Regions from separate parts of the Zea mays genome. Here region 2 is linked to region 1. The links are chromatin contacts, called in public Hi-C maps. All regions are on one chromosome and are shown on one strand. Each heading gives the region's core, a stretch centred on a gene start, on an enhancer-like site or on the middle of the called end of the contact. The rest is flanking DNA. Distances are from core to core; before and after follow the strand shown. Region 1 has its middle 63 kb from the start of LOC100501507. Region 2 holds the start of LOC542139 (cellulose synthase 11).

Region 1 (5,749 bases), core at 1,462-3,961:
ATCGCTCATTGTAGGGAAGAGTGTAGTGTAAAGCTTACCAAGGAATATGGTTAAGACTAAGTATTGCTTTTAATTAAGTTGGTCAAAATTTTATTAGCAATTACTAAGTATAAGTAAATATCGACCCAATTAAACATTTGATCAATATAGAAATTACACAATGCAATGCGTGACAAATTAATTAAATTGCATCATTTAATCATGTGAGAGTCTCGAGCCACTCATGACTGTGAGCACAACCGATATACCAGTTTTACACTCTGTAGAGGTTGTGCATCTTTATCCACAAGACGTGATACCTATCTACCACGGGGTCATGAATCCCATAGACCTCTACCGAGGAGGCAAGGTAGGATAGCACTACGAGGCCTTTCCAAAGTTCCACTAGTTTGAGAAAACCTGCTACGGTTTCAGGAAGAAGGGAGTATAGGAATTCCTCGTCCGAAAAGCCATTGTAGCATGATCGACCCGAGAACCTCTCTATACTCTATAGCGATGCATTCCCTGCTTCCCCTTTTGGGTAAGGTAATCTCGCAATAGCTTTCCTAATTAATTGGCCAAGGGCGTCTCATTCCATCCTTATGGTAGCACTATTGTCTTGGGTTAGCGCTCCATGTTCTAATTAACAAAACGATCTTATCATTTATCATAAATAATTCATTGACAATTAACAGTCAACAATAGTAATAAGGCATGATCATGATTCATATATAATATAAAGCCCAAAACAAGGTAGAATAATAGCAATACTACCCAATAATTCAATTGTATGCAAGGTGTAGGGTAAGTAAAACTAGGTAACCTATTGGGCCCCATCAAGTTAACCTAACTGTGCCATGGTGATTAACAGAATCATGAACATTATTAGGTCAAAAATGTGATCAAGGACACAACTTGCATTTTTGGTGCAAACTCCAGGTACTTCCCTAATTGATGCCTTAGGTTCCACGATACCTCAATCCTATTCGCAGCAAAACATATAGATGGGCAAACACTTAAAAATAGCATTACATCAAACATGAATACAAACAACATAATACTATTCTACGCGTCGCTACGAGATCGTAGGTTCGAGAATCACTAAAATCAGAGTTACAGTTGAAAAGATATATTTCTTGGAAGCTTTATGTGATTGGACAGAAAAACTATGTTCTATGTTGATTAATATAAATAATGTGAGGAAAATAAATAAATAAATAAATAAATAAATAAGTTAACTTTAATACCAAATAGAACTTGATTAGAAGTAACATTTTAGTCAAATTATAGATGGATCAAATTAATAATATTAACTTTGACTAGAAAAGTAAATCTGATAAACATTGGCTTAGAAAATTATTTAATTATCTTTGAAAACACAAAAACAAATATTGTTAATGCGTAGGTAATTTTAATACGAAGCTAACGCAACTTGAACGGATCAAACCAGAGTTAAAATGTGCAACATATAGATTATACAAGTTTTATGCACTTTTCTATAAAATTTATGCCTAAAATGAACTCTAAGGTTTTATTTGCAAAATTCTAGGGAACTATGTGTAAGGGTCCTCTAAAATCGAGGACGGCGGTTTGGTTTCATAGAATCTGAGGGGCTCTTTAGCAAAAAAAAAACACTCGGTTGAAGGGCTATATATGGTGGAGTCTTGATCGTTCGATCATGTTTGCACAGTTCAGATTAGATCTACCTTTTAAATGAAGTGGTATGCAATACAGTCCTTCAAATTCGAGATCTACGACCGACATAAGAGATCTCACCGGATCCGCCTGATCTCCCCTCGTCGGTCTAGATCTCATGAGAACGAACCATTATCTAAGTTCTAATCTTACGCGTCCATACCTAGATCGATGGCTACCAGCACACATCCCTCCTCCCGTCCGAGATAGGAAGAGGGCGCCCAGAGCTCCACTGGCGAACTCTTTAGAGCGCGCCCAAACAGTGTTCTAGGGCCCGATTATCCCTATGGTTAGGTCCTACTCAACAGGGACGACATGGGGAAGTAAGGGGAATGTTTTGTATTGTTGAACGCGCAGTCCTTCACCCGGTCCACGATAGAGGGTGACCCCGCGACAACGGTTACACCGACGAGCAATTCCACGCTCTGTGGCCCGAATTCTCCCACGAAGAAGCGATGCACGACATCCTCAAGCGTCAGCGAAGCTCCTACGTTACCGAGCTAGCCGAGAGCAGTAGCACATACGCGGGTCAACGACAGTTGTGCTGTTCTTCCCTTCCTAGTGGCGATGGCGGTCCTCGGCCGTCGTTTTCATACGAGGCGCCCAGGAGCACCATCAACGCGTACCGGCGACATGCTCAGGCTTCTCCCCAAGACCGGAGCCGTGATGAAGGCGAGGACCTACTGCGGTGTTGCGGCTATTTGCTACCCACGGCGACAAATTTCCCTCAACAGACGATAGCTCGGCCGCTTTGATAGGATGAATGAGGGGAGGAGGTATCGACCGGCTTATATAGCTCTGAACCGAGTCTGCGTTGGCTAGAGGGGGTGAAATGGATAGAGTGTTCATTACGATGATCCGCGCGCTCAACGAAGTTTGTTGGAGTTCATCACAATCCAAAGCTGGAAGGAGGACCTGCCTGTGGGGGCCCACCCGACAGATACATTAAGCCAACCGTGTTGGTGAGGGAGTAGTGAGGCTGATCGAGTGGGCCCGCACGTCAGCATTTGTCCGACGCGCGAGGTAAATCTGAAATGTGGGAGCCACCTATCAGCGAGGGGTCCGGGGTCCCTGTGCGTGGCACGTCCGTGGGAGTGGGTCATGTTGCTGCAAGCGGGGCACGCTGCCCAGCGGAAGTAGGTGGGGACTTGGGTCGACTGGAGTTGGGCCAAAAGGGTAGGCTAGGCCGGTTTGGTGGGGTCTCCTTTCTTTATTTCATTTAATCCTATCTTATTTTCAATTTTGTTTTCAATTCAGATCCAAACAAAATTCAAATTTCAACTTTCACTAAATGAACAATTAAAATCTCCAACGTGAATGCAAATATATTTTTGATTACTTATTTACTTATTCTTACATTCCTTTAGATAAATGCTCCAAAACAGATAATAAAGAATAATTCACATAATTTTCATTTTGGGGAAAATAACATTTTTGGAACGTGCGATCAATTAAAAGTTAATTCAAAAATAAATATTTGTTGCGTATTTATTTTTGAGGGGAAGTTTTACTGGATTTCAATTCAAATTTCAAACTTAAAAGTTTTATTATTTATATCTCTAGCAACTTTTTAGTATTTCCATCTATTTATTTTAAAAGAAGATAACTTCAAAGAGTGATGAACTTATCTTAGGAGGTATTTTAATTCTTGATATTTTGAAGAAACTCTTATAAATAAATGCCAAAAATAGGATTTTGGGTGTTACAGGTATATAGAAGGTAGCAAGGATATAAAACTTCGCCTAAATAGATTGTTAGAGCTACTAATTAAATATGATTGTGTGACGTCTTAATATACGAACATTGTAATTGATGTGTATGCGAAAGCTGCAAACCTAAGAAGTTGGGAGCTGGTGGTCGGCACGGTGCAACGGTGGCCATAACGCTCCATCTTTATCCTTTTGGATCGCATTTGTATATGTGAAATTACGATCATGGGATAATAACAACGACATTAAGGGCATGTTTGGTTGCATGTCTAAGGTGTCAAAAATTACCATACATTTTCTACGACACTTGTCTAATGTTAGACGCTCAAATTCTGCGTCACACTGTGGCATGCTTAAGGCTATCTCCAGCAACCTCCCTTTTCCACTCTCTATATCTCACTCTATATCTCAAAATTTACTTTGTAAACAACGTGGTCTACAGTGAATTGCACCCATATGCAGAAGCTCCGCTGGAAATGGCCTAAAAGAATCTTGCCACATTTTTATATGTCGTTGATGAGTGAGACCTACATAGTAGAAGAAAAATTGTGCCACAAATGTAACTACAAATTAAACATACATTTAACTCAATCAAACCTGCTAAACCTTAGGTAGAGCGTGACAAACTATGAGGAGTGAGGCAAACATACTGTAACAGGCGATTTGTGCCGCCATGGATTTCTTTCTCGGATCGAGATTTATGGGCCGACTCTCGGGAAGTAAGGGCGTTGCACGTCGGGCCTCTGAGACGTCATTGGGCCTGCTGTGGGCTGTTCGGTTGCGAGTGGCCCATTGGTCCCCTTCCTGTCATCACAACTCTGACTATCGAAACGGCTGAGGAGCTGAGTCGTGAGCGCCAGCAAGATCACGCGCAACGTGCACGCAGATTTTGGACCTTGTACTGTTTGTTGTACTTGTACAGCTTCCCACCCTGGACCTGGAGGCTGGAGCCGTGGAGGCCGGCAAACGCAGCGCAGTGCAGGCGGCGAGTGGCAAGGAGCCAGTTCAGGCCGCGCAGCGTCTCTGCCTGCCACGTGCCGATGGGTGCAAAACGCACGGCCGGGTCTCGGACGCATAGCGCACATGCAGGTGGCCCGCATGCCAGTTACCAGGTGCTCGAACATATAAACATCCGTGAAGAATTAATAGACGGATATACTAGCAACTAAGGAAGGCAAGATAAAAAAACAAATCGCAATTAGTATATCTGGTTTTGCATCTTTATTTTATTGCCATCCGACCAACATAGATTTTATTTTTTAGATGGACATAACTATTCTCTCTTCATTTTTAGATGGAACCACAGTTCCATTTATCAACAAACACCGTCCAAATCATTCGCTAAATACGGAAACACAAAGGCCATTGCATCCGTGTGGTAAACAGTTTACCGGCTAATTTTAGCACCTTACTCTGCAAACAGACTGACTAATAAATTGACTAACTGTTAGCTGGAGGGTTGACAAACTATTTGTCCATTAGTCATTTGACCTTGCTAATATGTGCTAATAGATCGTGTAAAGAGAAAAGACATCTATTAACTAAGACTCTAACATATCGAGGCTAATTGTTGTTCGCTAATTATTTATCGGCTAATTGTTAGCCACGAACAAACAATTAGCCGCGAGCCCGCGAGGATCAGCCAAAGTCTGATGCCTAGGGGTGGAAACGGATGTGTATTCGAATGTTAGATTTTTGGTCGTTTTCTATTAATTGTGGACAAGTATGATATAGAATTTACTATGTAAATTTGTAACCTTGTATTTAACATTGACCTTATAAAGATTCGTAAAAACGAAACCTCAGATTTATCATATATAATCTTAAATGATAGATATAAACATTTCGAATACGGATTCGAATTTTTTTCATCTTTTTCATTGTAGGGAGCCAATAATGCATAAAAATCTATACAAATTTTTATTCTTATGTGCAATAATATACTTGATAATATAAGAAAAGATTATCATAAAATTTTAAGCATATCTATTACAAAATATCAAATTTGTTCTAAGAATTAGGATGTCTAGTTCCATCCCTAGATAAGTCGGATTCACTACTGTTGACGTTTTTGGGAGCGCCAATTACTCAAGAAGAACCGTGGCGGTGCCCTCTGCACAGGGGCGGACGGTCCGCGCGCGGGGCCGGACGGTCCGCGGCCTGGTGCGAGGCGCGGTGGTACTCTCTGCGCAAAGGCGGACTGTCCGCGGCCTGGGGCCGGACGGTCCGCGACCTGGTGCAGGAGTTCGGGTTCCCTGCCTGACGACCGGACGGTCCGCGCCCTAGGGCCGGACGGTCCGCGCGTGCGCAGGGGCGGCGGAAGATCGCCGGCGGCGCCTGGATCTCGCTCCCGGGAGGGACCCCGT
Region 2 (5,800 bases), core at 1,843-4,342, 68 kb before region 1:
CGTGCACCAGTCTCACCCAGGAAAACCTATCACCAAAAGCAAGGGATATGGTAAGAGCAAGCTTGATACAAAAACATTGACACTCTAGCAAGGATCGACACACATAATAGTATAGTAGGAAAATAGAGCATCTTAGTAGAGTCTAGAAAAAAGGGAACACGGTAGCAGTGAAATGTAAGTTCCACAAAACCATAATAACTTCAACTCTGAACTGCAATTTGCAGTGGATCTATAAAAGTTCAATATCAATTAGGGTGTTTTGAGTATTAGTTGATAAATGTACCTTGCAAAATGAGACACAAGTAGGATACAAATAATGATCCATTGAACTAACACCATAGTATAAAGAATATATTTGCAAGTTCAAGTGAAACACCTTACTAGGATGTTGTTGTTGCTGCTGTTGTTATCATTTGTTTATTTATTTCGTGAGGGAAGACATGCATGTTCGTATTGAGTATTGACCAAGATGCAAGAAATATTCATGACTTGATTTATATCCTAAAAGAATTAACTAGTCATTATAAATTTCAGCAATCAGTTCCAAACAAGAAGTAGAATACCATCCTGCAATAACTCAGTATGACCACGAATCTCACATGCTGATATTTCACTAGTAAAAATCAAACTACCTGGATCATGCCAGGGTGGTCACGAGGATTGTTCCCAGGCCATGGTGTACCGTCTTGCATGATCCAGCCTTCATCAGGTGTCTTTTGAGCCTTGGCAACCAAAGCATTTATCCTCACCTTGTACTCTTCATAGTCTCTCTGTGTAAACACAAGTACATAACATTATTTGTATAAAAACAAAGAGCATAACCAGTAAAAAAATGAATGTTGTTCAAACGTGCAACCAAGATCTACCTTCATAGCCCTACGCTCCTTGACAAAAGATGGGTGTATCTTGTCCTTCAAGTAGTCAATTTTCTGTGAGAAGTAGAACTCAGGAGCTCGTGGCTCAATGGCGTACTTCTTGCAAAACGGCACCCACTTTCTAGCATATTCTGCAGTCTCTGCGAGCGATTCAAATGTGAGCATAGCAGAACCATCATCAGATACATAGCATGAGATCTTCTCAACGGGATAGTCCACAGCAAGAATAGACAGCACAGTGTTTGCAGTGATTAGTGGAGGCTCTTTCAATGGATCCACTGTACTGACAAAGAAATCTACAGGTGCTAACCCAGATTCTTCACCATCTCCATATCTGTAACAAACATGAGACAAGGCTTATCAGATCCTGATGGTTGTTGATGCATATATATGATTCTTATGTGCTAGTAGGCTCTAACAAACATACCGTGCAATCAGCCTATCAACATAAGTCTCACGATTGATAGGATACCACTTCGGGAATTGATCCAATATCCAGGAGAAACCAAACCAGATCTCACATATAACTGATGTCATCCAGAGACCAAAGGCACTGTTAACAGGATTGGTGATACGGTAGTGAAAGAAGAGCCCAAGAACAATTAACCGCATAATGATCACTGCTCTGTAAGGTGTGAGCTTGTTCTTTGATATTGGGATGACCCGGGAGAGTGGCTCATATGCATCTGTCAAGCTGCAAAATTGTTTGTTGTTACAACATGTACAGAGATAGAAACGTCACATTTTAGTGAAAGTTATCACAAAGGCTTCAAACAATAAATGATGAGATTGAGACCTTTCAGGCATCTTATCAGAAATTAGGTACAGAGTTAAAAATATTGCGAAATAGGCTAGGATAGAGTTCACTTGTGCTAGATTGAACAGAAAACCAGATCTTGGGAAACGCTAGTGGTACTAAATAAATAAATGTCAATAGGCCAGGCTTAGTATCTGATTGAGGTGTCGTCGTGTTGAGTTAGGTTAAAATGAGGCCTGATAATGAGATATGAAACATAAATATGTATGTCACCATCCACAATTATTTCAGTGCTTTGGTTTACTAATTTCTACTCCAGTATAGCGAAGTCCATGCTTTAATGTCCTAAAAACAGTATATACACGGCACAGCAAGTTCAATTTCATCACACAAGTTCTGGGATCTAGTAAGATAAAGCTAACTTTGACGTATGTGAGAGAACCTCAATGTTGCCATTATATTAGAACAATGATCAGCTAAAAGCATTCTTAGTTTCACCTAATCAAGTATCATTTAACATTCGCAGTTCATTTATAATATCACTCTATGCATGGAGAAGGATAGGCACCTCAACGAGTCATAAAGAAAGATCTATAAATGGACGCTTCATCCTTACTCTTTTTCATCCATGATCTGTTCTTCGACAGGCGGAGGCTGTGCTTTAGCTGCAGTCTTTTTGGCCGAGGCTTTCTTCTCATTCTTCTTTTCCTTCCAACTCTCCACCCTGTTCTTCCAGATGGGCTTACCAGATTCATCATTCAATTCTGCAAATTCATAGTAAGGGTTGAAATTTCACTACCCCCACACCATCAGAAACAAAGGAAACAGGACGTAAATTATGAAGCAAGTAACCTTACCACTACCAATTCCCGACAAGCTGCTCATGGTCCTGGCGTGGCTTACTTCATCCTATTCCAGCAAAACTCAGTTACCCACAAAGTAAAAAATGACCAGAGTTTTCTAGAGACATCAGTTGCAGTGGCACACTGAACTGAACAAACAGAGAGGGGAAAACCACCTGGCGATCATTGAGGTGGCTGCCCATGGTGACCCTCTCACGCAGGCCACCGGCGGTGTGGTGGTTCTCCACCACCTCCTCCTCCGCCTCGGTTCCCTCGCTGGCGCGCGCTGGAACAGAGAGCGGTCGCATACACGTTAGCATTACCTCCCGAAAACCGGCAAAAGAAAACAGTACGATTCCGATACTCGCGACGCACCTGGGTTGATAGCGGCGTAGTCCCCTCCGCAGCGCGCGCATGTGGTGCGGCCCTCGGCGGCGTCCTCGTCGAGGCACGCCCTGCAGAGCGCGTAGCTGCACGCGCGGCAGGCAGCGCGCGCGTCGTCCCCGCACGCCGCGCAGGACTGGGCCGCCGCCGACTCCATCATGGCCCCTCCTCCTCACCCCGACGCGCGGCCTCGGGGATCAGGGTGTGATAGCTGGGTGTTGGGTGTGAGAGAATGGGAGAGAGAGGCTAAGCGTGCCGGAGGTTGGAGGCGTGGTGATATAGCGGTAGCCCATGATCGCGGGGTGATGGAAGCGGTGCGGTGAGGTGGCGCTGGCAGGCGGTGGGTGGAGTTGCGGCGTCGGCGTCGCATTGGCGGGTGGATGGAAAGAATGGAAGCAAAGAGTTGGGTGAGGGGAGGCGCCATGGGGAGGGAGAGGGAGGGGGTGCGTGCGTGCAGCAGGTGGGTTTTTTCCGCGGGGTTTTGCGGGGTTTCGAAGCGAAGACGACGTCGACGGGTGGGGTGATACAGCTTCCGCGCGCGCGGCCGCGCGGGGCGTAACCTGGAAGACGGGCAGATGGGGGGTCGGAGCACGGGGGTGGTTGGTAGGTTCCGTTGATGCGGTGGGGGTGGGTCCGTCAGTGCGGAAAGCCGCAAAGGTTAAACAATCTCTACCTGATGTCTTAGCCCAGATATAAAAAAAAAATCGATCCTGGAATCGGTCTGAAAAACTTCTCTTCTGTTGTGACCGTGTTGCCAGGAGATAAAAACTAATATAAAATATAGATACGGAAGGAGTAACATCACTATCATATGTAAAATCAATATAGTAAAGTATCATCATAACATTAATATTCTATTGACGAAATAAATATCTAATATTATTATAAAACAAATATAAAATATAGATACAAAACGATAAACATCAGTATGATATAAAAAATCGGTGTGCTAAAATATCACCGTAACACTAATATTCTATTGACGATATAAATATATAATATTATTATAAATACGACATGGTCACCCTTGGTAAGTTGAAACAAACATCACTATGACATCTTTGTTGTTTTTTATTTCATGTTGATGGGTAAATATAACTGAGAAACTTTCTATGTTTTCGTGTCCTTATCTACATGTTATGCAACATAATGTTCAGTATAACTGATTGACTTATCCTCAATTATGAGTTTATCCTAAAAAATCAATGAGATGATCCTGCTTTTTTTATGCTTATAAGAAACTAGATGAGTGCCCGTGTGTTGCAACGGAACCACTATATTGCAGCCTTCAAGCACAAGGGATTTACCACTTGCAACAGGCTAGAAGCTCATGTCTTCGGAAAATTCAGAAGAGGCAGAAATAAAAAAACAGAGTCCTTTGAAAGGGCAATAGATTACTGGTTAGGTTGCCTCGTGCTTATATATACACGCGCGCGTCTTGCTGCAGTGCATTTTTCCTGTCCCTGTGGGCTTGGCTTCTGTTCTTCCTACCTTGCGACGCTCATCAGACCAAAAGGAACAAAATCTCGAGTCATCGACGCCCAAGCAATCAAAATTGCCTCTCCAAAATTACCAAGCATGTGCTCGATGGTCTCCAGGCTCATGCCACCCCGGGTCGAGGCCTATCCAATGCACTGCCACTCCTCCACCTTAGTCTCCCTTGCCTCCAAGCCTTCGAGGGGCAGTGGAAGGCCCTCGCGACTCCCCTCGTGCACAACATACGACACAACCCTCGCAGAAGTTGAAGCGACGACGGTCGGTGGAGGACACACCTGGGACCCAATAACCTCCATGGACGATGACGCCAACCCGAATTGACCGACCGCCACCACAGCACTCAGGGGCAAGATGCCCTAGGATGTCGGTGACAGGGTGATGAACGTCACCTCCACCCTGAGCCGTCAACCCCGGCAACGAGACTCTCTCTAGGTTGGATGCTACGGCAGGAGCATCAAGGAGGACCACCTCGAGGACAGTCGCGCCAACCAACTCTTGAGCTGTTGGAGAGGTCGGCACTCCCGCCATAGGAGGGTCGACCATTGTGTCAACAGGCAGGGAGGCCACGACGATCGAAGAAGTTGCCATCACTTGCAACGTAAGGCAAGCACCCCCCATTCGTTGCAAGGGTCGCGCCCTTCACCATATTGTACAACACATATGTGTTGGCAAGGGGAACAAGAAGAAAAACATGGATCAAGCACGAGAGCATGGGATAAAAAGGAGCAGAGTGGAGAAAACCAATATACCTGGAGGAGCGCTTCCCCGTGGTTGTCTTCTTCAGCGCGGCCGCAAAAGGCACGAGATAGGGAACCGCCTCCGTATTTCTCCCATAGCGACACCTCGATGACACAAAGGCCGTCTGTGTTTGCGATTACGCTTGAGGCATCGCATGACGTACATCCGTCGCTAGAGGCGTAGGGGGGGAGGAGAACTGACACTGGCTCCTTCCCCGCACGACACCCTGATGTAACCAAGGGCGCGGGAGGATGCGACGCCACCAGTGTCGCTCCCCCCTCATCATCGTCGGACCTACCCCCTGCCATGAGGTGTTTGGAGGACACAACAAGCATGATGAGGTCTGACACCAGTCCCCCACCTTGGGCTGAGACGTTGGAGTTTACTCAGCGTCCCTAAGGTGGGACGGGCCACCCTCTAAAGTAAGGACGTCCATCCCCTGGACGCAGTAGAGGTCATGTCCTCCATGTCGGTGGATGGGGTAATGCTCCTCCCAAGCTCCGCGGGCGAGGCGCGTGACCTTCTTCTCCTTTTTCCTCGTCAGACGACGCTTCCGTCGTGCCGCCGAAGTCTTCGCCTCATCCTCTCTCTTCCAGTTCCGCTCCACCCTGATGATGACATACTTGGGAAGGGGCGAAAGACAGGGCACCATAGGCTCAATCCCCTATGAAACCACACTCGCCCATGATACAAAGGGAGGAAAGGGC

What was found. A called contact is a pair of places that touch in the nucleus more often than the background predicts.
Region 2: a Hi-C map of tassel shows a contact between it and region 1, with 4 times the contacts expected there. The contact joins the promoter of LOC542139 here to the enhancer-like site in region 1. A contact is called at or near these places in 7 of 25 Hi-C or Micro-C datasets (ear, endosperm, leaf and 1 more).

The regions. Positions count from the first base shown.
Region 1 is chr3:203,459,278-203,465,026 of Zm-B73-REFERENCE-NAM-5.0, reverse strand. No RefSeq gene overlaps it. Among protein-coding and RNA genes, the nearest start is that of LOC100501507, 63 kb to the right of the region's middle. Within about 2 kb of position 2,711, at least 20 of the 20 cell types and tissues checked have an H3K27ac peak or open chromatin away from gene starts, as enhancers often do. A contact at or near this core is called in ear, endosperm, leaf and 1 more, where this site is marked.
Region 2 is chr3:203,527,273-203,533,072 of Zm-B73-REFERENCE-NAM-5.0, reverse strand. It overlaps LOC542139 (cellulose synthase 11), which reads right to left and starts at 3,092. Exons shown (of 13, transcript NM_001111766.2): 1 at 2,850-3,092; 2 at 2,651-2,760; 3 at 2,490-2,541; 4 at 2,249-2,396; 5 at 1,303-1,569; 6 at 867-1,209; 7 at 633-770; 8 at 1-26. The coding sequence starts at 3,018.